Linked DNA regions of Gossypium hirsutum: region 1 is linked to region 2. A link is a contact called in public Hi-C data. All regions are on one chromosome and are shown on one strand. Each heading gives the region's core, a stretch centred on a gene start, on an enhancer-like site or on the middle of the called end of the contact. The rest is flanking DNA. Distances are from core to core; before and after follow the strand shown.

What was found. Hi-C and Micro-C count contacts between places; a contact is called where the count stands out from the background.
Region 1: a contact with region 2 is called in a Hi-C map of hypocotyl, with 1.7 times the contacts expected there. The contact joins two enhancer-like sites. A contact is called at or near these places in 5 of 34 Hi-C or Micro-C datasets (callus, hypocotyl and leaf).

Annotation. Positions count from the first base shown.
Region 1 is chrD01:50,281,063-50,287,455 of Gossypium_hirsutum_v2.1, reverse strand. No RefSeq gene overlaps it. Among protein-coding and RNA genes, the nearest start is that of LOC121214243, 41 kb to the right of the region's middle. Within about 2 kb of position 3,380, at least 9 of the 9 cell types and tissues checked have an H3K27ac peak or open chromatin away from gene starts, as enhancers often do. A contact at or near this core is called in hypocotyl and leaf, where this site is marked.
Region 2 is chrD01:49,767,279-49,774,018 of Gossypium_hirsutum_v2.1, reverse strand. LOC107921293 (a long non-coding RNA gene) reads right to left here. Exons shown (of 4, transcript XR_001691007.2): 4 at 4,034-5,689. It also overlaps the pseudogene LOC107921328. Among protein-coding and RNA genes, the nearest start is that of LOC107921293, 6.0 kb to the right of the region's middle. Within about 2 kb of position 4,803, at least 3 of the 9 cell types and tissues checked have an H3K27ac peak or open chromatin away from gene starts, as enhancers often do. A contact at or near this core is called in hypocotyl and leaf, where this site is marked.

The DNA.
Region 1 (6,393 bases), core at 2,131-4,630, 510 kb before region 2:
AATACCAACTTTTACTAATACAATTAAAATTTGAATCGCGAATCTTTAAGAATATATGAGAAAAGTTATTTTTCTTTGTATATACAAATTCTATTTAGTCTATTTGTACCAAAAATTATAAGTTGATGTAATTTATAATTCTTTAATGTTATAGTAATATTTTATAGTAAATTTTAGTAATAAATTTTTTGATTGTTTAAGATGGATTTTAGTAATACAATTTTGGTTTATTTTCAAATTAACCCCTAAATTATATTTTGATTTTTAAATTAGTATTTAAAGTATTTTTTCATTAAATGATACTAAACTGTCAAATTTATCTCCCTTTATTTCAAGGTCAAATAAATCATTTTCTATTCTCTTGAACAATCAACTATACTATTTGCTTAGATTTGCCCTCTAACAACTTACAAAAAAATGAAAGCTTCTGCAATGGTAGCATTAAAAACAAATATATATATACATATATAAAGAAAAATTGTAACTTACAAAAAAAAAGAATTTAAAGAAAAAGTAATTGATAAAAAAACCAAGCATAACTAATTAGTTATAAATTAAAAATCACCTAATTGGCTATGAAAAGAACATTTTAAAGTTAAATTAATTCATTAAAATTGTAAAATATAACCATTAAAAATTAAAACATAACTAACAAGCACCGCTTTATTTATTCCAAATAACCAAAGTGGATATGGATAGATATAAGCCATAAAAATATTGTTTTATTCATTATCCTATTGATAATATATTTATGCAACGTCATATATAAATAGATCAAAATATAGCACCAAGAAACATAATCTTAATAGCATGAGCTTTCATATCCTAACTCAATTCCTTGTTAAAATTTGTCACTAACTCAAGAAATATCAATGTACAATATTTCATACATGCACATTCCCTTATAGTAAATTAATGAAAATCATAGCTAACATTCTTTATGAAGAATTACAAAAACTAAAAAGCAAACTTGAAATAAAGAAGTTGACATCTACCAAACATTTTTATAAACTACAACTCTAATGGTTCAACTTTGGGCGTAGAGATATTGCCCTTCAACTATGTTGATTCTCTGCTCAATCACACTTTCCTTCTAAAACCTTTGAATCAAAGTGTCAAATGTCAACTTCAACACATTGAGGCAACACCATTTTAAGATAAACTCTTCTTCCTAACCCAAGTAAGGATACTTATATATATACAAATAAATATTGTAACATCTATCAAAATTAATAACATAAAATTTTAAAAAATGTAACAACGGACAAAATTAAAGGAAAAATTTTTATCAAGCATTTTATTATTTGTTTTTTTATACTAAAAAATGTAACTGTGGAAAAGAAATAAAGAGGATTTTGAAATATTTATTAATTAATTAAAAATATAACAAGTAGAAAAGGGAAAAATTAAAAAAAATGAATCAATGACAAAAATATAACAATAAATTCTACATTTATTATCAACAAATTAACAAATCATATCTACTTAATAAAAGAATGAATAAAAAGTATATATCATTCTTTATTCCAACAATCTTAAAATCATGTTATTATTTCTTTGTCATCATTTATGGTTTATAATATAAAATTATTATTCGAAACTATTGAACATATAATAAAAATTAAAAAAAAAACTTCTAAGAAGTTAACTAATTTTCTTGGGATGTAGAAAAAGTTGATGTTAGTACTAACAAAATATTGAAATAAAAAATTACATGCCTGTTATGGGATAATTAAGGATATAATAATATTATTCTAAAAAGAATATAATATACTATATTAGAGATATAATAAGATATACTGATATTAGGTAAAAATAATTTCATTTCTATTAGTTATTTAATAATTTTAAAAACAATTATAATTCTGATAAAAAAAAGCTATTATATAAAAATAAAAGATCCATTTTTGCCCTTAAATTTAAGTTTACATACTTATTTTACCCCTATTTATTGTATGAAGTTCCTTAGGAAGCAGATTTATATAATATGTGAAAATTATTATTTTTTAAAGAAAAAATGAAAGGTTTACTTTGTATTATATAAAAATAATTGCATTTTGATTAACGATTTAATAATAATTTAAATTTTATTATATTTAAAATTTCATAATGGCTTTATTAATAATAAAAGAGTATTGATAATTTACCCATTTTGTCCCATTAATTCTGTATAACTGCAAATTATTACAATACCACTATTTATTCCTAATACTTCCTTAGGAGCTGATTTTATAAAATATAAATATATATGAGTTAATTACCACTTACCTTTTCATTTCCGGGCTTCTATACGAGTCAAAGTAAATGATATCCAGTGCCGTTAGTTTTAAATAAATTAGTGGATAACAATTTCATTGTTTTTCAAAATATTTTTCCATAAATTTCAAACATTAAAAGAAATGTTAAAATTAGAAAAGGTCGTATCATGTTTAAGAAAAATTTGATCTTTCCTTTAAAATAAATTGAATTGCTTTTTACATGCAATTTAAACTATATTTCGTTAAGCATGACCGGTGGATGAAGGACCCCTTTGCATGCTGTTTAAACTATTAAAAATGCTTCATTGGCGGTGAGGAAACTCTTTTTTTATCTCATAATCATTTTAATTCAACCCATTAAATGCATATAAAGAGAATATCCGCATATTGGGTCATCGGCGTTCAACGCCTTGACGATGATGGTCACCGCAGCTGTTTTGAAGCGGTTTTCGATTTCTGAAAATCTTGAAATCACGTTTGAATAATAGAAAAAAAAAAGAAAGAAAAATTGCATATGGGCTTATCAACGATCTACGCCTCACCTGTGTGGCTCACCGCCACTATTTTACATACGTTTTGCGAAATCTAAAAGCCGTCCTCGACATTGCATTCACTGCCGGTGATGAATATATTATATATATGAAACCCTTTTTTTTTTAAATACGTAAAAAACAGTTATTAAAAAAATCGCATATGGGTCATCGCCATTCTATGCCTCACCAGTGACGAGCACCGGCCTACAGTTGAAGAAAAAATGGAACTTTTAAAATAATAAAGAAGAGAAAGATAAAAAAAAAACTTTTTTTAATAGTTTAATGTCATTAATAATTTCACCTTAAATTTTAAAATTTTCACTTGAATTTGATTTTTTTTAAAAATAAAAATTCTAAAATTTAAAATAAAAATATTAATTTAACATTAAACTATTAAAAAAGACATACAAATAATATAATATTATTGTTTAATACCATCCTTTTCTGTTTACTTAAATATTTGGCTGAAAAATTTTAGTGATAAAAGATAATGGTTGCGGCGGAAAAAGATGGGAACTATACCTGTCGAGGGGCGCCCGTAAGCCATAATCTTCATTGGGGTTTGCTGTTGGAGGAATTTTTTATTTTTGTCCTTTCGCTTTGCCTCTAGTGCAAATCCCCCTTTTGGTGGGATCCAGCTTAGGTTGTTTCCTTGTTTGGAATGACACTAATTACATTTGATATTTTTATATTACAAATCATGATTCATATACGAGATTCTAGGTATCTTTGGACCATTTCTCATCCTACATGTCCTTCTCTTACCTGAAAAAGGATCCATCTTGCTTATATTCCATTTCTTTTATGCCCTTGTGATCCAACAACAATGAATGTCCTTCGTTAGCCCCCTTTTTTTTTTCTTTTCTTTTCTTTGATGTATAAAGAAAGCCAAACCAGTAATATTTTGACCTTAAGGAGAATCGGAAGGGTTTATGAATTCCACATTATTTGAAACTTGTGAACATCTAAATGCTCGGTTCTTAACAATTATTTTGGCATATTATAGATTTTCTATGTTTTATAATTGAATTTTAATTAATTGATATGATTGTTGTTGCAGAAATTAAGAGAATGTGATACTTAAATAGAAAATATTTTTTACTTTAAAATTTGAAGTTATATTTAATTCACGTTGTATATTTTAAAAAAAATATTCAAACATATATCTAAAAATATTGGAAGTAAAATAACATACCCCCATTGAAATATTATCGAATCCGGCACTTAGTATGTGCACCTGGGGTCCATTAATTAAACAAGTTTTTTCAATTGGGTGTAGAATTTGTCGTGCTGAATTTAGCCCCACCACTTTCTCTAGGAATGATCCGTTGGTGGTAAGCCGCCCACTTTGTGCTTTACACCAGGCTATTAGTGGAAACAAATCTTAGTCTGCAAGCGATTTTGTGGGAATATGGCTTCATATGTGGAAGTGTGGAGGTACCATGGTATAGTAAATATGATAATATATTAAAGTAATCAAAACCCAACAATGCAGTCCACTTTGGTCAGCTTTTTGAGCTTAAGGATGCTCCCAGAAGCCAGAAAGGGTCTCCTATATAGACGCACCTGTTTCTGCCCCAAAAGATATGTTGATTTGTGTATGATTTGTCCCAAATAAACCACCTTTAATTGGTTCTTTGCTAATCGCGTTTCGGTGTTTTATTAATGGCTTTTGTCTCCATATATACCCTTATGTGCTTCTTTGAGTGGTGGTTTTATTTTCTTTAAAGCCAATCAATTGGCAAAGCAACTTATTCCTTGGAGAAAACTAAAGAAGAGAATGGTCCTTGGTAGATTCTGTGCGTGGGAAACCCAATTGATTCCTCGATTAAATATTTCAAAATTCAATCCATAGATTGAATGAAACATGTACACAGCGGGCCCCAATGGCATTGAATACAGAACATGGAAAACTTGGGGAAAGGGGGTGGGATGCGAAAAACATGTCATTTTACCTTTTTTTCTTTTTTATAACAGTATAATTTGTTTATCAATATTTTATTTATGTTAAAATTAAGTGACCCGAATTTTTATTTAAATAAAATATAGTAGTAAAATAAAATAAAAGTAAAATTCATATAAAACTATACTTTTTTATTTTATTTTATTTTAGATTAATGTTTTTTAAACCCTATTAAACTTCATCTATTTCATATTGATTAGAATAAGATATTTCAATCTTACTACACTCCTATTAGAATATGAGTTTACAAGCCTATAAATAGACATAGTCTATTCCTCTTGTATTCATTCGAATTCGACATAGTGAATTTTCTTCTCCTTTACCCGTGGTTTTTTCCGAAAGGGTTTCATGTAAAAATCTGTGTTATTTATTTTTATTTCTCTTTTCTTTGCGATATATTGTCATTACCGATGTTCTATTTTTTTTATAGTTTATTATAAAAAAATGATTGTTATAGATTTTTAACTACATGTTATTTTAGAAATATAATTATTATAAATTTACCATAAATTTCATGAATTTTCATTAAATGAAAAAAATTGATAATTATGTTCAAAAAAGAAAGCAAGTGAAAACCAAATCAACAAAATTAAAAGACATATAACATATTCATGCATTATTGCTTTTATACCTTTTTTTATATGCTTTTAATTTTTTTTAATTTTTTTTAAATATTTTAAACAATTGGCATGTGTCTCTTTTGCATGCATTATTGCTTTTATACCTTTTATACCTGAAGGGAAATTATTTTGTACACTCTTAGTAGAGTTTTTAGACTCCACAAGTAGGGTCAGGCGGTTGACGAGTGTCCTTTAAGGATATAGTAAAATATTTAAAAAATTTTAAAAAAAGAGACACATGCCAATTGTTTAAGGTTGCTTGTGGAATAAAAAAAATACACTATTATACAAAAGGCTCTAGAATATTGATCTACCCTCCAAAATAAAAATTACAACATGGAGGATTGTAAACAACTATGTGCCTACTTATGCAAACCTATACTACAGGATGTTGATGAACTCTACGAACTGTCCTCGCTGCCACAATGGTGTTAAAATAGTTGAACATGTTTTCAAGAGTGTTTGCACACGAAGGAGATCTGGCAACAGTCAGGGTTCACACAATGTATGCAGATGCATATGACTTAAATGGCAGAATGGGTAAACAATTTTTTTGAAAATAGTTCCATGTACCTTTGTCGATTGTTTTATTGTGGGTTGTGGGCAATCTGGACTGCACGCAACAAATTGCTACATGAAGGGCAAAGTTTGAGCGCAAGGGAGACAATATATTTCATCAAGAAGTATTTGAGTGAAATTATGGGGGATAAGAGCAAAATTGCAGAGCGAATCATACCCGCTGGTGTGTGGAAGGCAACTTAGAACCCTTTTGTCAAAATAAATTTTGATGCAGGATTTTGCAAGCAAGATAATAGATCCTGTTCTGGGATTATTATTAGAAACGGCACATGTATTATTCTCTGTTCAAAAACTATTTTGCATGCCAACATACCTTCACCATTTGCAGTAGAGGCGATGGCTTGCTTCTAGGCGGTTTTAACAGGAGCTCAAATGGGTTTTCTGAATGTAGAAGTCGAATGAGATTTCTTGTCCATGATTCATAATCTGAAAGAAAATAG
Region 2 (6,740 bases), core at 3,554-6,053:
TGGTTTTTGGTTTTTCGTTTGAGAGTTTGCTTTTGTTTTATTTCAGTGTCTTAGAGAATTTCCCTTGTGAATTCTCAGTTTTGAGAGTTTGGTTGACTTAGATGGATTTAAAATAAAGAAATCGTATAAGACTATGTGGCTTGTGAGACTAAAATTCTAGTCCCATGACATATACACGTGGATGCCACATCAACACAGTTAACTGACATTAACTTTTCTATCATTTTTGGGTGATTTGACCAATAATACAAGTTCAAGAACTAAAATTGGTAAAAAATTAAATGAAATGCTAAAATAATTTTTTTTTATAAAATTAAGGGCTAAGTAAATGATTATGCATTGATACTTTAGCGCATATATAATCCATGTGGATGAATCATCATGTAAATATCAATCAAAGTTTTGTAAATTTCAAAAACTACCTCCTTAAACAAATTTGAAGTCAAGACAAAATTATATAATTACATCAAAATTTATGTATATTAATAAATTGTCTCCGGAAAATAACACAAACGCGTATGATTGTCTGGGTTTGTCGGAAACCGTCTTCAAAACATGCTGGTCTAAATCCTAAACATCAAAGGCTCCAACAATCCCAGTTTTTAGCAGTTCTTGCAAAACACTCATCCACTGCAATAATTGGGCAAGTAATGGCAATTAGATTTCGAAATTTCTAAAATTTTTATCTGTAATAATGCTACAAAACATAAGCGGATGAAAAACACCCTGATAATAATTTTGGGGTCAAGCAAAGGAAGGGGAATCCGACACAATAATCCTACTTTTTCAAGGCAAAGTTGGTATGGTCATTATAACAACCAAATGTCCCCATAATTTAGTATTTTCAGAACAAGAACTCAACGAGTGAGTGTTTTGTTCTTTCTCCCACACATGTTAATGATGCCTAAAGGAGTAAGAATTGAAGTGTTTTGCTTGTTGACTCCGCAAGTAAGGATGGATCCTTTCAATTTAAAGGCTACATAAAATAACATGTTCACGATATGCATGCACAGATAGTCGGATCGTATACAAATCTCATTAAGATATAATTAAAGAGTGGTAATTAATTAGGCAGCACATGCCTGCATGAAATAAAGAAGAGAAAGAAGGAATCCAAAGCTTTAAGTAAAAAGAAGGCATGGAAACCATGTTTCCTATGTAAAGGATTTCCCCATTCCAATCAAACATGCTTTGATGTAGGTGGTGGACCTTAAATAATCACCAATTAATTACATTTAGGTTTTATTTAAATGCTTCAACAACCACCCCATTTGCTTCCTTAAAAAAGGATCTAAACTTTCACAATAATGTTGGGGTCAGCCATGCCATGTGAAAAAAAACCCAACTTCGGGTGTTGATCATAAGAGGAGATGAGGGGAAAGGTATGGCAGATAATATATAAGGTGGTAAGTCTACCAAACTTCCATCTCCTGGTCGGTGCTTTTATCGTTCTAGTACAGAATTTGAGAAGTGGGACCCTTTCATTTACTTGGAATTTGGAAACATAATTATTAGTTTCATTTGTGTAAAATTTGACAAATTCCGGATTTCTCAACTCGTAATGCAATTACATTTTCCTAGGAATTGCTTTGGAAATGGGGAAGGGATATTGTATCATTAGTAATCCAAATTACGCCTTCTGCTTAATTTTTTTTTACTTCAAATTTCTCACACACTTTGATTTATTTTGGACGTAATACTTTTAGTATTTAAATATATTTCAAAATAATAATATAAAAAACCTGGTAGTTTTATAAAATTTTCAGGTATCTTCATATTCTTTTTAGTTTTTTTTTCTTTTTTTTTGTATTTTCTTAATGTTTTAAAAAAATTTAGATAAAATAATCAGGCATTTTAAAAAAATTTACAATTTTTTCTACTTTTCAAAATATTTTTCTTCTTTAAAAGGGCTTCTTTCATCTTCAATAAAACTACCGATTTTGCTCATTTTTGCTCTGATCTCTTATTATTATTATTATTATTATTATTATTATTATTATCTCTCACTCATTTTTATAGGCATAATTGTAAAAAAAATCCTCAATGTTTGGAGGCTTTTGATTTTGTGCCCTTAACCTTTTTATTTTTTGATTGACACCCTCAACGTTATAATTTTTTCAGAAATTAGTCTACTTTTAACCGTTAATGTGAATTGATCATTAATAAAATTATAAGTCAACATAGTAGCCCATGTGACATGTCACGTAAGCACACGATGTCATATATGATGTCATTTATTTAACTTTTTTTTTTCATTTTGTTTCTATTTTCTTTCTTCTTCCCTCTTTCTCTCTTCCCCTGCAAATCACTTGCAAATCACACCATTGAAGGATTCTTCTAAAACGCAAAGCTTTAAATTTGCTCTTTAATTAATAATTTAAAGCAAACACCTTTAAACACCCTTTATTTTCAGGGGAATGGTAGTGCCGGATTCGAGCTGTCCCTATGGACTCAAATTGATGATAAACGATTACCCATACGCCGTTGATGGATTAGAAATCTGGACCGCCATTGAAACCTGGGTAACCCAGTACTGTTCTTTCTACTACCCATCAGATGAAACAGTTAAAAACAACACTGAAATCCAATCATGGTGGTCGGAGGTCAAAAACGAAGGCCACGGCAATTTAAGAAAAGAACCATGGTGGCTGGAGATGAACACATTAGCTGGTCTCACCCAAGCATGTACCATCATCATATAGATAGCTTCCGTTTTCCACGCAGCTGCCAATTTCAGACAATACCCATACGCCGGATACCTCCCAAACAGACCAACAGTCAGCCGTTGGTTCATGTCGGAACCAGGCACCAAAGAATACGACGAGCTCAAAAACGACCTATATTTGGCTTTCTTGAAAACAATCACCGCACAGTTCCAAAACTTTACTGGGTGTATCACTTATAGAAGTCTTATCAAGGCATGCAACCGATGAAATATACTTGGGGCAAAGAGATACGGCAGAATGGACCACCGAAGATGAACCCTTAGCCGCATTTGAAAGATTCGGGAAGAAACTAGTGGAAATTGAGAGTAGGATTATGGAAAGAAACAATGATAGTAAATTGAAGAACAGAGTTGGACCGGTGAAGGTGTCGTATACATTATTGTATCCTAATACATCGGATTATAGCAGAGATGGTGGGCTTACAGGGAAGGGAATCCCCAATAGTATCTCGATATAAAGCTCTTTAGCTTTCCATGGCAGGAAAGTATCGATTTATGGGTATATAATAGGTTTGGGTTTTAGAAGAATCCTTGAATGGTGTGATTTACAGGAAGAGAGAAAGAGGGGAGAAAAAATAAAATGGACACAAAATGAAAAAAAATAAATAAATAGATTACGTGATATATAACATCATTTGCTTACGTAGCATATCACATAGGCTACTATGTTGACCTACAGTTTAATTAACAGTCAATTCATATTGACCGTTAAAAGTGGACTGATTTTTGAAAAAATCGTAATGTTAAGAGTATCAATCAAAAAATAAAAAGGTTAAGGGCATAAACCAAAACTCCCAAACGTTGAGGGTTTTTTTAGAATTATTCCATTTTTATACACTACATAGATGATTCATTTGCATTCACCTAGTTTAAATGTTTTTTTAATGTTTACTTCAATAATTACGTGGTTTGCTTGGAATTTTTTTTTTGGCTTGATAATGTTTCTTATTTGAAAATAATTGGTAAAAAAATCTATTCAATCCCTCCCAATTTTAAAATTGAATAAATTGGCCCATCGAAAAATTCAAAGCAATTTAATCATTATCAATTTCGAAAGTGAGCAACTAAAGACAATTAATCCTGACGTTAATATTTTCCAACAATTGTTCACGATTTTGATTGGTATAATAATAAATTTAACCCACAATGTTTACACATTCTATCAATTTGGTCCTAATTAACAAATTTATCCTCCCACATTTGTGTAAATGTGTAAATATTGAGGCTAAGTTTTTTGAATTTTTTAGAATTAAGGCCAAAATGACAAAATATATAAACATTGATTCTAAATTTGTCATTATACCAATCAAAATCATATACAATTGATGGAAGACATTAACTCTGTGATTAATTGTCTTTATTTGCTCTAAATTTTTTTAAGAAAGACTAATTTGCTTAATTTCGAAATTGAAAAGGATTCAAAAGGTAATTAAAAAAAACTCTTGGTTTTAATCGGTTAACATGAGCTTCAAAGGAAAGAGAGAGATTTCTCCGGGTTTTCAATTCCATGACTTATTTTAGGGATTTGTTTAAGTAAAAACCATTTTAATTGCTATTGTTCGTTATTATGTCTTTTTTTTTTTTTAATTCCTTGAGGTTTTGTGAAGATTTGATATGTTTGTACTTGATTTTCTATGCTTCGATATTTATGTATTACTAAAAAGAGAACGCTTTTAGTGAACCTATTAAAATAATGTGCAGGTTAATTTGAATATGGACATTTATTTATCTAAATTTATTTTGAATATGAAATAATTTTTATATTTTTTTTATAAATTTATACATTTTAAAGATTTTTTTTATCTTTTTATTTATTTGTTATATGTTATAATTTTAAACTCCACGCGTTGTTGTGTTATTAGTTATTAATGTCACTTCATCACATTTCAATATTGTTATAGTAAAAGTGTAACGGATTTAATTAAAATTTTAAAAAGAAAATTAATAAGTGACTAGGTTAACGCAAATTAGAATCCCAATTTTGTTAATTAGGCCCATAATTTAGAAGACCAATTGGGTTGGTTTATGCTTGAAAGTCTAGCCCAGTAATGCTATATTTTTGTTTAGCCATTTTAGGAAGAGTATGGCCTCATTAGGTTCTAGAAACTGGACCATAGTAGCGCATAGCTCATATGCAGGCCTACAAGTCCTGATGGTATGCAAATAATAAATGAATTTTCATCTAATTAGATTAAAGTTAACTGTAAATATGCATCCAATAACTGTAACAGTAAAATTTATCCATTGAATGAGCCATTCTTTCAACCAAACTAATGAATCATGCATCGTTCATCGTTCATCACTGAATAAGGGAAATGGCTCATTCAATGGAATGGTCTACTCTTTTTCATTTTATAGTTGATATAAAAAAATAACTAATTCCTACAACATTGAATAGCAAATATATATATATTTTTAGATTCACCTTTAAAAATATTTTGTATAATTAAATAAATAATATAACATATCATATTAAATAAAAATTTAAATTATATTATATTAAATATAATTATATAAATAATAAAATATAATTTCATAATTTTAATAAAAAATATTTTATCACTTAAATATAGAGGTCGGGTTGAACTATGACTCGATTTAAAAAAAATCAAATCTGGGCTCATTTTTAGGTCGACCCAACCCAACATGTTTGCACGTTTCACTGTTCAAATACTAATAAAAAATAATTTTATTCCTTTATAATTAAACTTAAACTTTAAATTATTTTTATTATTTAGACTGAACTCAGGTCGAACTTAGCAATTTTAGAAACAAAGATCTTTTTTCAAGTCTGACCCAAGTCAAGTTAAGCCTACTACACTATGTGGGCCATTCGATTCATGGATAAATCTAGTTATATATATTTAAATATTTTACAATAAAATATATCATTTAGCATGAGCTGAGTTGCAATACCTTTGGATACCTTCAAACTAAACGATCATGACCTATCTTCGTCGAGACCTGCGTACACAAGAAACACATTTCCACGCTAGGCATTAAATGGTTAATGGTACTAGCACAATTTGAATTGAAAATAATAAAACATTTAAACAATCAAACATGCTAATAAATCACTTTGCTAAATTAATAAGTTAACATCACTTCTCAACACGTCATTTATAAATAATTACATCATGTTAAATCCCATGTTTCAAAAGATTATGTAGACAAAGCTCAACATCACGAAGAAAGAGTTGGAAAAACAGTTGTTTCAACTTAATGAAGAAGTTCTTACAGACGAGATTCTAGGGGATATTGTGGAGACAAAGCTGTAAATTAATATGCAGGTGGACAGAGAGGAGCTTTATTGGGAACAGAGAGCTCAAGCAAATTGGCTGAAAAATAGGGATAGGAATACCCATTTTTTCACCAATCAGCAACGGATCAGAGTAGGAAGAACAAGGTGGAAGAATTAGTGGATGGCGAGGGTAATAGTTATGCGAACAATGATGCTTTATTACAGTTGGCCACTGATTATTTTACTTCTTTATTTACAGCGAAAAGTGTTGGAGATCCAAGCTCAATTTTGGAAGGTGTTGAGCCATGTATTTCTTAACAGATGAACGAGGACCTTGAGAAGGAGTTTACATATGAAGAGGTGTGTTCAACTCTTAAAGCCAAGAGCCCGTTAAAAGCTTCTAGCGAAGATGGGATAGGGGCGATTTTCTACCAAAGGTTTTGGCATATTGTGGGTAAAGATGTAGCTAATTTCTGTATTGAGACGATGCAGGGGTTGATAATATGGCTGAAATTAACAATACAAGAATTGTTTTAATTCCCAAGGTCAGTTCTCCTCGGTGCATGACTCAACTTAGACCTATTAGTCTTTGTAATATTTTATATAAAATCATTTCAAAGATGTTGGTGAATAGGTTTCAAAAGATACTCCATGTATGTATTGATGAAGCACAGAGTGCTTTTGTACCGGGAAGACTCATTACGGATAATATCATAGCTGCATATGAAACTTTACATTCTATGAAGAGAAAACGTATTGGGAGGAAAGGGTTAT